2 separate regions of the Bos taurus genome follow, and region 1 is linked to region 2. The links are chromatin contacts, called in public Hi-C maps. All regions are on one chromosome and are shown on one strand. Each heading gives the region's core, a stretch centred on a gene start, on an enhancer-like site or on the middle of the called end of the contact. The rest is flanking DNA. Distances are from core to core; before and after follow the strand shown. Region 1 overlaps DDB2 (damage specific DNA binding protein 2). Region 2 holds the start of PACSIN3 (protein kinase C and casein kinase substrate in neurons 3).

Region 1 (5,600 bases), core at 2,697-5,196, 34 kb before region 2:
CAGGCCACACGCTGATCTGAGCGCTCAAGGGAATGCCAGCTGCCAGACCTTCCCAGCATCTCGGTTCTCCGAGTTTGCCCCTGACAGAGTGCCCCTGGCCTGGTGCCGCCGTCTGATGCTCCCTGAAGCAGCCTTAGGTTTACGTTTGTTCCCAACTGGAGTAATCATTCAAACACAGGCAGGGCCTCATTGCCCCTTTATGAATAAATGGGCAGGTTTCTGCGTCTGTGTTGAAATAGGGGTATCTTGTTTTATCTTGCTTCCTTCTGTAAATTTGAAAGTTTTTAAGTGGGATTCCTCTGACGTGTCCTCTCTGCTGGGATCAGACCCAGGGCTGGCAGAGGGTGAGAGGCCCTCAGGTAGGTCGGTCGGAAGACGGTGAAGACCGCAGCCGCTGATACGGGGGGACTCTCTCCCTCAGGCGTCCTGCTGGCTCAGATACGGAAGAACCTGACGCTGATGGCAACCACCTCCCAGCTCCCTAAGCTGCTGGTCTACTCTGCGGTGAGCTCCCACGGCCCTCAGGGGGCTCAGGGCACGCGGAAGCTGGGTTCCTCCTCTCTTCGGTATCTGGGGTTGGCGGGGGGGAGCGGTGCTGATGGGAAGCCCTTCCTCTTATAGCACGACACCACGCTGGTGGCTCTGCACATGGCGTTGGGCGTCTACAACGGCGAGCAGGCCCCCTATGCGTCCTGCCACATGTTTGAGTTGTACCAGGAGGACAGTGGGTGAGTGGAGCGCGCAGTCTGCCCTCGGGAGGGGCGCCCAAGTGGAGGGCGGGGCTGTGGGCAGCCTGAGGGGACGCTGTTAGCCTGGGGAGCCACTGCCCTCGTGCTTCCCACCCACCCGCAGGAATTTCTCGGTGGAGATGTACTTCCGGAATGAGAGTCACAGGGCCCCGTGGCCCCTGACCCTGCCCGGCTGCTCTCACCGCTGCCCGCTGCAGGACTTCCTCCGCCTCACAGAGCCGGTCGTGCCCAAGGATTGGCTGCAGGAGTGCCAGCTGGCAGGCGGGCCCGCAGACACAGGTGAGTTGCCGTCTGCCTCTGTGCTGGCCGAGGCCCAGAACGGCTCCTGGTTCCTACCCAGAGGTCTCCAGAGCACTTCCAATCCTGGTGCGGGTTCCCAGACAGTCTCCTTCCCACCCTGAGACGCACTCCTCACCCTCAGGCAATGCCCTTCTTACAGCGTGAGGAAAGCCTTGCAGCTGGGAGGGAGAGGACCATCTCATCCTTCCCCCACCTGGTGTCCTGGCCCTCTCCTTGGCGTGAGCCCCCGCTGGGGGCCCGCGTTTCCACTTACACCCTGGGTTCGTTTCCTCTGACCTCCACGTGGGCCCCAGTGCTCGGTGTCGCCGCTCTGCCAGATCAGTCCCGTTGCAGAGCCTAACAGAGACTCCTTTGGCCCACCTCCTTCTCCGGTGCCACTCCCGTTCTCCCCCTTTCGGATGGGATCCTTCAAAGAGTTGCCTAGACTCTGCTGTCACCTCCTTGCCGCTCATTCTCAGACTCACACTGGACAGTCTTCCGTCACCTGCCACTCCACAGAAGTCACTGTTGTTAAGGACCAGTGACCTCCTCTAGCCCCAAAGCCAGCTAACCAGTTCTTCAGTCAGCTCCTCTCACCTGTCAGCGGCGTTATGGAGTCGGTCACTCCTTCTTTGACCACTTTCTTGCTTTCTCTGGTTTCCTTCCTCCTCCCCGCAGGCAGCTTTCTTTACTGGCTTCTCCTCCCCACTAACCAGCAGATGGCCCCGGGCTCATCAGCCTGGCTCTTTCCCCACTGATGCCCTCTACTCAAGTGAGCTTACCCAGCCCTATGGCCTCATGTTACGATTTCCATGCTAAGTTCTTTTTATGCCTCCTGACCTCTTTCTCTCTGAGCCGCAGGTTTGCACATCCAGCTGTGGACTCGAGGTCTCTATGTGGATGTCAGCTAAGCCATCTCACAGTGGAGGTCTAAGCCCACATGCTCTCCCTGAAGGCTTCCCCGCCTTAGTTAGTGCAGCCTCAGCCACGCAGGTGCACAGCATGTCCCGAGGTGCCATTCCGAGTGCCCTCTCCTCAGACCCCCACCTCCAACCACCAGCATATCCTGCCAGTCCAGTCTTTAAAATCCGTGCTCTGGCTCAGTCTACCATCATCTCTTGCCAGAAGTACTGAAAAGCTTCCCAACGTTCTTTCTGATTTTGTTCTTGGCCGTACCAGTCTGTCAGCACAGCAGAGTTAAATTTTTTAAAAACATGAATCGGTTCACATCACTACCCTTCTCAGAACTGTCCAAGGGCTTCCCGTCATCTGGAATAAAACCCACATTCTCTACGGTGGCCTTCAGGCCCTGCTCGGTCTGCTCCGGTGATACTGACTCTCTTTCCTAGACCATGTCGAGCTAAGTCCCTCTTGCATTTGCTTCCACCTCCCCCCACCCCCGCCCACTGGCCTGAGGACACTCTTCTCTCAGATCTTCTGTGTGTCTGACTGACTCCAAGGCTCAGGTCAGTGTGTTGCTTTCTTGGTGACACCTTGCCTGTGACCTGCCTGGCTTTGGTTCTCTCGACGGCATCTGCCACTAACCTGTCCTTTCTGTCATTTGCCTGTCATGGCATCTCCTCTCCTAGAAGGGAAAAGCCACACAGGACACTGTGTCTTGGCCACCTGTGGTCTCCCCGTTGTAGGAATGGCACCTGGCATGTGGTAGGCGCCCAAACATTTGCTGAACGAACACTGACATGACCTTTCTCTCCTCCCCTGGCGCTGTGCTTAGAGGTGATCGTGGCCTTGGCCGTCTGCGGCTCCATCCTCTTCCTCCTCATAGTACTGCTCCTCACCGTCCTCTTCCGGGTGCAGGCCCAGCCTCCTGGCTACCGCCACGTCCCAGATGGGGAGGACCACGCCTGACAACCACTCAGCCCCCTTCCCTCTGCCTCCTAGGGGAGGTGGGCTGGGCCCTTGCTCCTGACTGTTGCTGCTCCCCAGCCCATGGACAGGAGACCCTGGGTTGGGCCTCCCTCTGATCACCGCACCTAGATGAACAAGTGAGGCTCAGCTTGGCCCGAGGCACCTGTCACCCGGCATCCACGTGCCCGACGTTAACCAAGTACTGTGTCGGACACTGGCTTCCTCCAAACAGGATTTGCCTCCTCCGTGCTCCCTTCTAAGGACGTGAAATGTAGACAAGTGCTCCGGTTTCACTCAGGACCTCGGAGAAAAAGACTGAAGGAGACGGGGCTTGATCTGCTTTGCCTCTCCATCAAACCCTGCTCTGTCTTCCAACCCAGAGTCTTTGGCAGATGGCCCCAAGGACACGGTCTTGCCTCTCACCTCTCAGTGCTTATTTTAGCGGGAAGAACGGCCCAACACTGGGGGCACAAACACTGCCCGCCAGGGAGCCAGGTCACCCAGGAGCCAGCCAGTGGTTTGTCCAGCTGACGCCACCGTTAACTCCAGTGAGACATGATGCTTTCAGCATCTTTGTCACCCCTCTCCTTGAGCCGTTGGAAGGAGGTTTGTGCTTGGGAGGGAGTCGGGGATGGCGGAGAGGGGACGGTGAGTTGTGGTACAGAATCCTGAAACCACTGTCCCCACCCTTAGTGGGGCTGGGATCCCTAGGTTGTGAGCTGAACAGCTCTAGACTGGCCCAGAATAGGACTGAGACAGCTTCCAGAGAATGAAGGTTTGGGACTCCCAGTGCTGGTTCTATGCCTTTTCTTCATTCTGGGGAGCTGAGAAGCCCTTTGACCAGATCGGAGCTGGAAGATCCACTCAGAAGGTCAGCTGGGTATGTTTTATTGGCCATGTGAATAGCGAGCACAGATCAAAAACCACTACCTGAGCACTGAGTGTCAGAGAGGAGAAAGGAGAGAAGCTCGGCTCCAGGCCACGTACAGCAGAGGCCCTTGGCACAGCAAGTCTGCCAACTCTGGAGTTCCTGGAGCTCAGCCCACGCACGTGTCCGGTCCCCATGTCACGGTCCCAGTGCCCCAGCTCCAACGCTGGGACTCTGATACCTCGGCCCTTTAACATGAAGCCGCCTCTCGTCAAAGAACTTGTCCTCGTGGGGCTCCAAGCCCCTGCTTCGCCCCCGCTTCATTAACGTCTCTCATTTCTGAGTCCCAGCATCCTCCGGGCTCCAAACGAGAATGTGATAACCTAGGAGGAGTGAGACCAGAGGCACCTTCCATCATCAGCCTCTGAGAACTTGGAGCTGGCGTGGGGAACCTAGCACTTGGTCAGGAGACACCAGGAATCCGGGCAGCAGCCAGGCATTGCTGTGGCCAAGACTCAGCGAGAAGGACGGCCCTCGGTCCAAAGAGACCGTGGGCTCCTGGTTGCCATCTTCACTGACTATATCCTGGGGGTGGCTGGAGCAATGCTAAGCTGGGGTGAGCCTGCACTGAACCTTGGGGAGTAGGCTGGGCTTGACCGGCCTCATGTACACTCACCCATCACGGAGGCCAGCGTGTCCCCCATGGGATTGAATTCATTGAGCTGCAGAGACAAGGGGATGAGCATGAGGAGGGAGTGGAGGTAGCAGAAGAAGGGCATGTGAGGAGTAATTGGTCATTTTTGATCCATGAGGTTCAATCCCTGCCTCCTCCCATTTATTATTTGAGGGCCCAGGCCTCACCGACATGATACCAGAAGATTCTGGGTCATACAGCTGATACATGATCTTTCCTGAGCTTCCATCAAACACATCGATCGTCCTTAATTCATGGGGGGAACAACTTTTGAAATTAGGATCTGGGTATCGGCCCACGACAATGAGGTTGTACCGAGGATGCCAGCTTGCCTAGGAGATGGAGAGGCAGGTCACAGGAGTAAATGCAGAACAGCATTGAGAGGGACAGCAGAAGTACCTTTGCCACTGACAACAACGGTTAATACAACTGCCAGCAATTTAACAACAGAGGTAAGACCTACATGAAACAAGAATGGTTTTGAAGTGCACGTGCATCTACCATCGAAAATGTAAAATCCCCAGCTGACCTTCCTGTGATCCTCAGGACACATGCAGGCCTTCTCTCTGCATTTTCTGACACTGCACCAGCTGATAAGTATTTTAACATCAGCGCGACCCGAGCGAAAGCGATGGTATAGTTGCTCAGCCGTGTCCGACTCTTTGTGACCCGTGGACTGTAGCCCGCCAGGCTCCTCTGTCCGTGGGATTCTCCAGGCAGGAACACTGGAGTGGGTTGCCATTCCCTTCTCCAGGGGGTCTTCCCGACCCAGGGATCTGCATTGCAAATTAGACCTCGGTTCTGAGCTCATCCCACAGCTCTCCCTCCAACATCAGGGAGTTGAGTAGAAAATGGCAAGTGGCTGAAACGGGGGAGGACCTCTCTGTTCCCAGATCACCCCACTCAAAACAAACTGAGCAGCTACTGGGATGACAGAACTGGATGGGATTTTTCCAAGAAAGCTTTTCAAGGAAGTTCTGAAGGGGACAAGACACGGTTAGCAGGAAGAAAGAGGTGCTACAGGCAATGGCTTGGAAATAAGTCACAGGTCACACCTGGGATGCTGTCAGTTGGTCTGGCTGATTGATACCAAGAGGGAGATAAGGAAGAAAGGGTCAACGGGAACACCAACCGCTGAAGG
Region 2 (6,161 bases), core at 2,037-4,536:
CCCGCCAGGCTCCTCTGTCCATGGAATTTTCCAGGCCAGAATACTGAAGTGGGTTGCGATTTCCTACTCCAAGGGATCTTCTTGACATAGGGATCAGACTGGTGTCTCCTGCGTCTTCTGCATTGACAGGCAGATTCTTTACCATTGAGCCATCTGGGAAGCCTCTCTCTAGAGAAAATCACCAAAATCAGTTTGGTGCATATTCTCTGAATTTTTGAGTGTTTTGCACTTTGTTTTTTTGTATGCAACAGTATCTTGGATGTCTTCATATAGGAACATATCTTTATCTCTCCTGTTCTTAGGTTATTGCAGAGTAATCCAAAAGCATGAATGGACTTTAGGTTATTCAACCAATGGCCTCTTTTTTTTTTTTCTTCATTAAAAAAAATTTTTTTTGACGACACCACATGGCATGTAGGATCTCATTGCTCTGATCAGGGATCGAACCCATGGCCCCCTGCAGTAGAAGGGCAGAGTCCCAACCAACCACTGGACCCCCAGGGATGTCACCCAACCACTACCCATTTGTTTTCAAGTTTCTCCCTTACTGCAAACAATACTATATGCAAACATCCTCGGACCTTTTCCTAGACTTGTACACTTTTGGCTGGGGTAGATACCAAAAAGTGGAATTGCTGGGTCACCATGTCATATGCTAACACCTCCGGCGCTTGGCACACCCTGATGCTCCCTCCTAGAATGCCTCTTCACATGACTAATTCTTGCTCATCAAGACCAGTCAAGTGTCATCGCCCGGTGAAAGGTGGTCTGTTCTGCTTCTGTTTTCCCATAGCATTTCCTGCGCATATTGTATCATTAACGTACACCTCGGACTCTGCCTTTTTTGTTTTTGTATTCCCAACACCCAGCCTAGGGCTTAGCATAAAGCAAAAATTCAAATGTTTTCTTGATTGGCTGAGTGAATAAATAAATAAACAAACAAAGGAACAGTCCTTAGGACATTCCAGAAACTCAAGGGGAGTGAGTCTGTGAGTGTTGTGAACTTGGGCTGAGGACCAACCTGCCACCTGGTGCCGGGAACCAAGCTGCCCCTCTGGGTTTCTGTCTATCTGGTCCTCCTGACCTTGGGCATCTCATCTTGAGCTCTGTTCAAGTTGGGAACCCACTGATGGAGCCCCGTGAGTGTTCAGGGGCTCTGGCTGCGGAGCACAGAAATCTGAACCCTGGGGCAGCACTAGCAGGACTTTGGCTTTCCAAGGTCAGCTCTGTCTCCTCTGACCCTTGAAGCAGCTCACTATGCTCTGGGTTTTGGGTTATTTTTTTCTCCCTACAGTACCTTAGGGGCAATGAAGATCAGCTGCAGCATTTCTCCAGATTTGAACCTGAGGGATGCCAGATGTTTTCCACTCCGCATTCCCTTCTCTTTGTGGTCTGACAAACGGCCCTGTTTTTTTGAGTTTCTAGAGTGACTTCTCTAGATCCCAGAGTCTGGCTTGCAGCCTTTATTTTTAATGGGTTTTTGATAGGTGGCTCCTGTAATTCATTTCTTTCTTGTGATTTCACACTTTCTGTCCAGGTGCCTAAAGCCCCTCCGGGCACTAGGTGGGATGGTAACTGATTTTAAACAATACAAAACAGTATGGCTGTCGTTAGATGTTACCTCAGCTCCTCTCATTCGCAGTCGTTTTACAATCATTAATTAGCTGCTGCACAGGCCCTTTTGGGAGGTCAGCCCAGTCACATGTCGTGTTTCATAGAGGTGGAAACAGAGATACGGAGAAAAGGGACTTGTCCAAGCCCCAAGAGAGTGGGTGTTGAAACTTGTCTCGGGAGCTACCTCCTGCTGGGTTCACACCCTGCGAGCGCCCAGGCGAGGATCCACTCCTCAGGTGCGAGGGGCCGAACGCGGCTTGTCTAGGGTGCCCCACGGGCCGTTTCACCCTCCCACGAGGACTGCGGGGCAAGTCAGTCCTCAGAGACTTAGATGCCGGTTTGAAATTATCCTCGTTCATTCTCTGCAAGCCCCCTTTTCATTTTATGAGCGGATTTATCTACGCAGAGAACGCGTCCGTGATTCCTCGGGGATTTAGAAACTACATAATTTTGCTATTTTTAAAGCTGTCGTTTAAAAATCCGTGCACAGGGACTCACACTCCTCGGGGAGAGTAGAGGTGGGGGTGGGGGCGTGGGGACCGAGAGGACGTGCTAGAGAGAGAACAGCTTGGCTCTCGGCTTCCCAGCGCGCACGCCGTCCCCTGGGGGCGCACTCCTCCGAGAGCGCGGGAGGGTTTGCGGCCCCCAGCAATTTGCGCGATCCAGACCCTCTGAGCGCCCTGGGCGTCGGACCGCGCAGACCTGCGCCCCCTCTCGCCTGCCAGGCGGAGGGCACGGCCGCCGGGTCACCGGGCCCAGGAGGAAGCGGGAGGGGCCGGGAGACCGAGCAGGTGGCGATTAGGTCAGACTCAGAACATTCTTGGACCGCTCCAGTGGATATAAATAACCGACAGGCAGGCTCCGAAAAATCCCAGGGTGCGGGGCAAGGGGGTGAGGAAGCAGGGGTTTATTAAGGGTTGGGGGGGGGTCGCATCGTGGCGATCTGGAAAGATCTACTAACAAAGGGGGTGGAGGGGCGAAGGGATTTAAGAATGAACCGTGGTACAAAATCTGGGAATAAGAACACGTGCGGGGGAGGAGGTCATAACTTTCTGCCCCACCTCCACCGCGTGTAGTACCCAGTCCTCAGAATGGGCCATCAGATTGGCCAAGAGGGCTGTGCAAGGAAAGGGCAAGGCTTTGGAGTCCCGGCCCTGCTCGACGACAGATCTTGTGCAAGGTGCTAAAGGTCTCTGAGCCTCAGTTTCTGCATCTATACAATGGGAATCCTAACGCTTACAAGTGGATGGTTATGTGCCTCTCCAGAGTTAACGCCTAAGTAAACGTCTAAGTTAACTTATAACTTTTAAGAAAGCTGTGCTCAGCAAAAAGAGTAAGGCAGTGTAGCACTCCCCCAGGCCTCCCTCCAAAGACAGCCGGTGCAGGCCGGACTCCTTCCCGCTTCCACGGCTCTCCCAGGTTCTGCCGAGGCCGGGGAGAGGCAAAGCCGAAATCAGACTGCTTACAGCGCCACCCTGGGTAGGCGGCCCTGGCGCTCCTCGGGCGGGAACCGAGACCCCACAGCCCGCGCCCCGGGAGCCGCGCTGGTCGCCGCGATGCAGGCAGCTCCTGGCCGGTGGGGTTGGGGCCCGCGGGCGCGAGGAGAGGGCGGGGCTGGGGGCTGGGCTTCCCGGGGGGAGGGCTCGGCGCGCTCCGGGAGGCGGTTGCGGCCCCGGCCCGGGAGCGACAGGACTTGGGTCGGAGCGTGGCCGGACCCCCCCCCACCCGCCGAGGCGCCCAGGGAGGACGCGGTGAGTGCTGCCCGGGCGGGGACGGCGGGGAGGCGGTGGCGGGAGCCGCAGCTAGATAGAGCACGCCCTCTCCTCCTCCCGCTCCTGGTTTGCTGTGGGACCGGCTCCGGCCCCGGGAGCCCCCGGGGAGCTGTGCTTTGCGGGAGCGCGGCAAGAGCTGCCGCCACGCCGAGGGGGTGACCCTTCTGCGGCGCCGCGCGCCCGGCACTTTCCCAGACCCGCCGCGGGGGGGTAGGGAGGCGTCGGGGCTGGCGGGCCATCCCATCTCCTGGGGTCCCTCAAAGGCCCCAGACCGCCCTGGGACCCCAGCAGGGGCCTCGCTCCCCAGCGACCCCTCGCCCTTAGCAAAGAGCCCCAGTTCCTGGGGCCGCCGGTCCCGGGCCACCATCTGGAGTTGCCGGCGGCGCGGGCCAAGGCAGGGTGCACCCCCTCCCCTCAGCGGTTACCGGCGGGCCCCCACCCCGCGCCGAGACCGAGTTCAGCGAGTTTGGCCAAGAAGTCCTGGAGTTTCCAGGGCCAGGCCTGGCCCGGCCGCTCCTCGTGGGCTCCAGCGGCTCCGAGGTGTGCAGCGCCTGGCCCGCAAGCAGAGCGCCCGTCCATAAGGGTTTTGAGGCGAGAGACCGGCGGCCCCTGGGTTCGGAGGTTTGGTGTGAGGGCTCTCGGTTTGGAGTGCGTCATCGGGGAGCTGGCACCTCAGGCGGGGCCGGTCGGGTTTCCAAAAGTGCCCCTTTGTTATGCCCCTCCCGGGCCGGCCTCCTCCCCCTTTCCCGGGCCACCCCTCCCCCAGCCTCCGGGGCCTCCCTGGCTGCAGGTTCCAGTGGCTCTTGCCTGAGTACCCCTCTCTGGACCGGTCTACCGCCCACCTCGGTGTGGTCAAATCTGCCGGCAGATCGGGAGGGGCTGCCGGAGAAGAGGTCCTTGGGCGCAGCCTGTGACTCAGGACGGAGCCTGGGCAGGGCAGGACAGCAGGGCTCCCTCCCAGGGCCATGCCCGGGGATTTCGGGACAGGGTTGGGGCCGGTCTGGACAGGGGTACCTAGTGGCTTCCTAAGGGAAAGTGGGTTCTTCCCTGGACCCCAAGACTCCCTACCTTGGCTCAGGACGCTGTGAGGAGACCCTGCCAAGCCCCAGCGGCAAGTCCCAGCCCAGTTAGGTGCTGGCTCCCTGGGCTGGGAAGGTTCATGATCTGCTTCCCGAGCTCTTGGCCATGGCAAGAGTGTGTTCTGGGGAGCAGGCTGGGTCTCTGCCGGGGTCAGGAGGCATAGGGTACTGGCCCTCCTGAGCAGGGGTCAAGGCACAGGCCCATTCCCCCATTGCTGGGTCCGCTGGGGCAGTGGGGCTGGCTGTGCCTGGGGCTTGGGCTCGTGTTTGCTCTGGGAGGCCGGAGGGAGCGGTGCCAGCCCTGCACACACAGCTCGCTCTGTTCTGGGGCCAGAGAGAGGGAACGGGTGGGGGGCAGCTCTCCTGGGAGCCGGGAGCCAGGAGGCTGGGGCAGGCAAGGGGCCCCGGCCCCTGGATGCCTGGCTGGGACAGCTCTTGAGGCCCTGGGGTTTACAGCTGCAGCTCTGTTTCTCTCCATCTGGTTGGCATGTCCTTTCTGGGTAAATGGGACAGATTCAGAAGCAAGGGGGAAGCGTTGAGGACCCCGGCGGGGCGGGCTGCTCCATCCTTCTACTCTGGGCCCAGGCATCTCCCCTGAGGGCCTGAGCTCTCCCTGCTGTGAGCTGAGAGGCAGAAGCATACGCAGGCCATGTTTTCTCAAAGCTGCCTTATCCTGTGCGTTTCCTGGTCTTCAGGTGGATGTCGTGTGTGTTTTAAATTCAGCTACTAACTCCAGTGCCTGGAGGAACACAAACTGGACCCTTAGGAAGTCTCTGCCAGTGACTGAGGATAGATCCTGGCCTGTAGTCGCAAGCCAATGTGATATATACCCGGAGATATATACCCAATGTGATATATACCCGGAGAGAGGGGTGGGGATTGGGGATGGAGGAATGGGATGGTGCCTGGAGAAGATGCCTACCCAGTTTTCTTTTTTGTAATAACAGCTTTATTGACATATACCACACAATTCACCCATTTAAAGTATCATTTGTTTAGTTGCTAAGTTGTGTCTGACTCTTTGTGACCCCATGAACTATAGCCTGCCAGGCTCCTCTGTCCATGGAATTTCCCAGGCAAGAAGAGTGTAGTGGGTTTCCTTCTCCAAGGGACCTTCCTGACCCAGGGATTAAACCCAAGTCTCCTGTATTGGCAGGTGGATTCTTTACCGAGCCACCCGGGAAGCCCTCACTTGAGTTTTGGAGGGTGGGGAGGGAGTTAGTTTGGGGGAGAACTGTCATAAAGCCCTGCCTTGGAGGCAATGAACACACTGTTCTCCCGGGCCTGGCCATGTCCCTGGGGTTTGTTCAGAGGAGGAAGTGGTTTCCTTCTAGGGGGTTGATGCTGGGGACAGCTGAGACCCTGCCCAGGGACAGGCAGGGAGTGGCCGCGTGCCTCTGGGTCCTCTAGCTCCCCCAGGGGGAGCTCTGGGGCTGGAATCTGCCTTGCCCTCCCCCGCAGTCCTGGAACGCACTATTGTAACTGGCTGATCACCTGTCTGACACCTTGTGCTGCCCCAGACTCTGGGCTTTTGGAGGGTGGGGCTGAGTTACTCATTATTCACGGAATCCTGTGGGACCTCAGGGATGCTGTGGAGCAGGACGAGTGTCCCTTGTGACCGTCAGGCTCCTCACAGTTCTTGTTTGCTGCCTTGAGTCTTATGCCAGTGTTGGCACAGAAAGAGGGAAGAAGGCGG

The links. A called contact is a pair of places that touch in the nucleus more often than the background predicts.
Region 1: a contact with region 2 is called in a Hi-C map of skeletal muscle, with 2.0 times the contacts expected there. The contact joins the enhancer-like site here to the promoter of PACSIN3 in region 2. A contact is called at or near these places in 2 of 11 Hi-C or Micro-C datasets (skeletal muscle and an unstated tissue).

What each region holds. Positions count from the first base shown.
Region 1 is chr15:77,116,392-77,121,991 of ARS-UCD2.0, reverse strand. It overlaps DDB2 (damage specific DNA binding protein 2), which reads right to left. Exons shown (of 10, transcript NM_001075788.1): 8 at 4,627-4,791; 9 at 4,442-4,487; 10 at 3,770-4,148. The coding sequence ends at 4,099. It overlaps ACP2 (acid phosphatase 2, lysosomal), which reads left to right. Exons shown (of 11, transcript NM_001357044.1): 8 at 422-504; 9 at 622-728; 10 at 853-1,028; 11 at 2,764-3,686. The coding sequence ends at 2,930. Among named protein-coding and RNA genes, the nearest start is that of ACP2, 6.4 kb to the left of the region's middle. Within about 2 kb of position 3,946, at least 2 of the 102 cell types and tissues checked have an H3K27ac peak or open chromatin away from gene starts, as enhancers often do. A contact at or near this core is called in skeletal muscle, where this site is marked.
Region 2 is chr15:77,080,753-77,086,913 of ARS-UCD2.0, reverse strand. It overlaps PACSIN3 (protein kinase C and casein kinase substrate in neurons 3), which reads left to right and starts at 3,286. Exons shown (of 10, transcript NM_001191420.1): 1 at 3,286-3,365.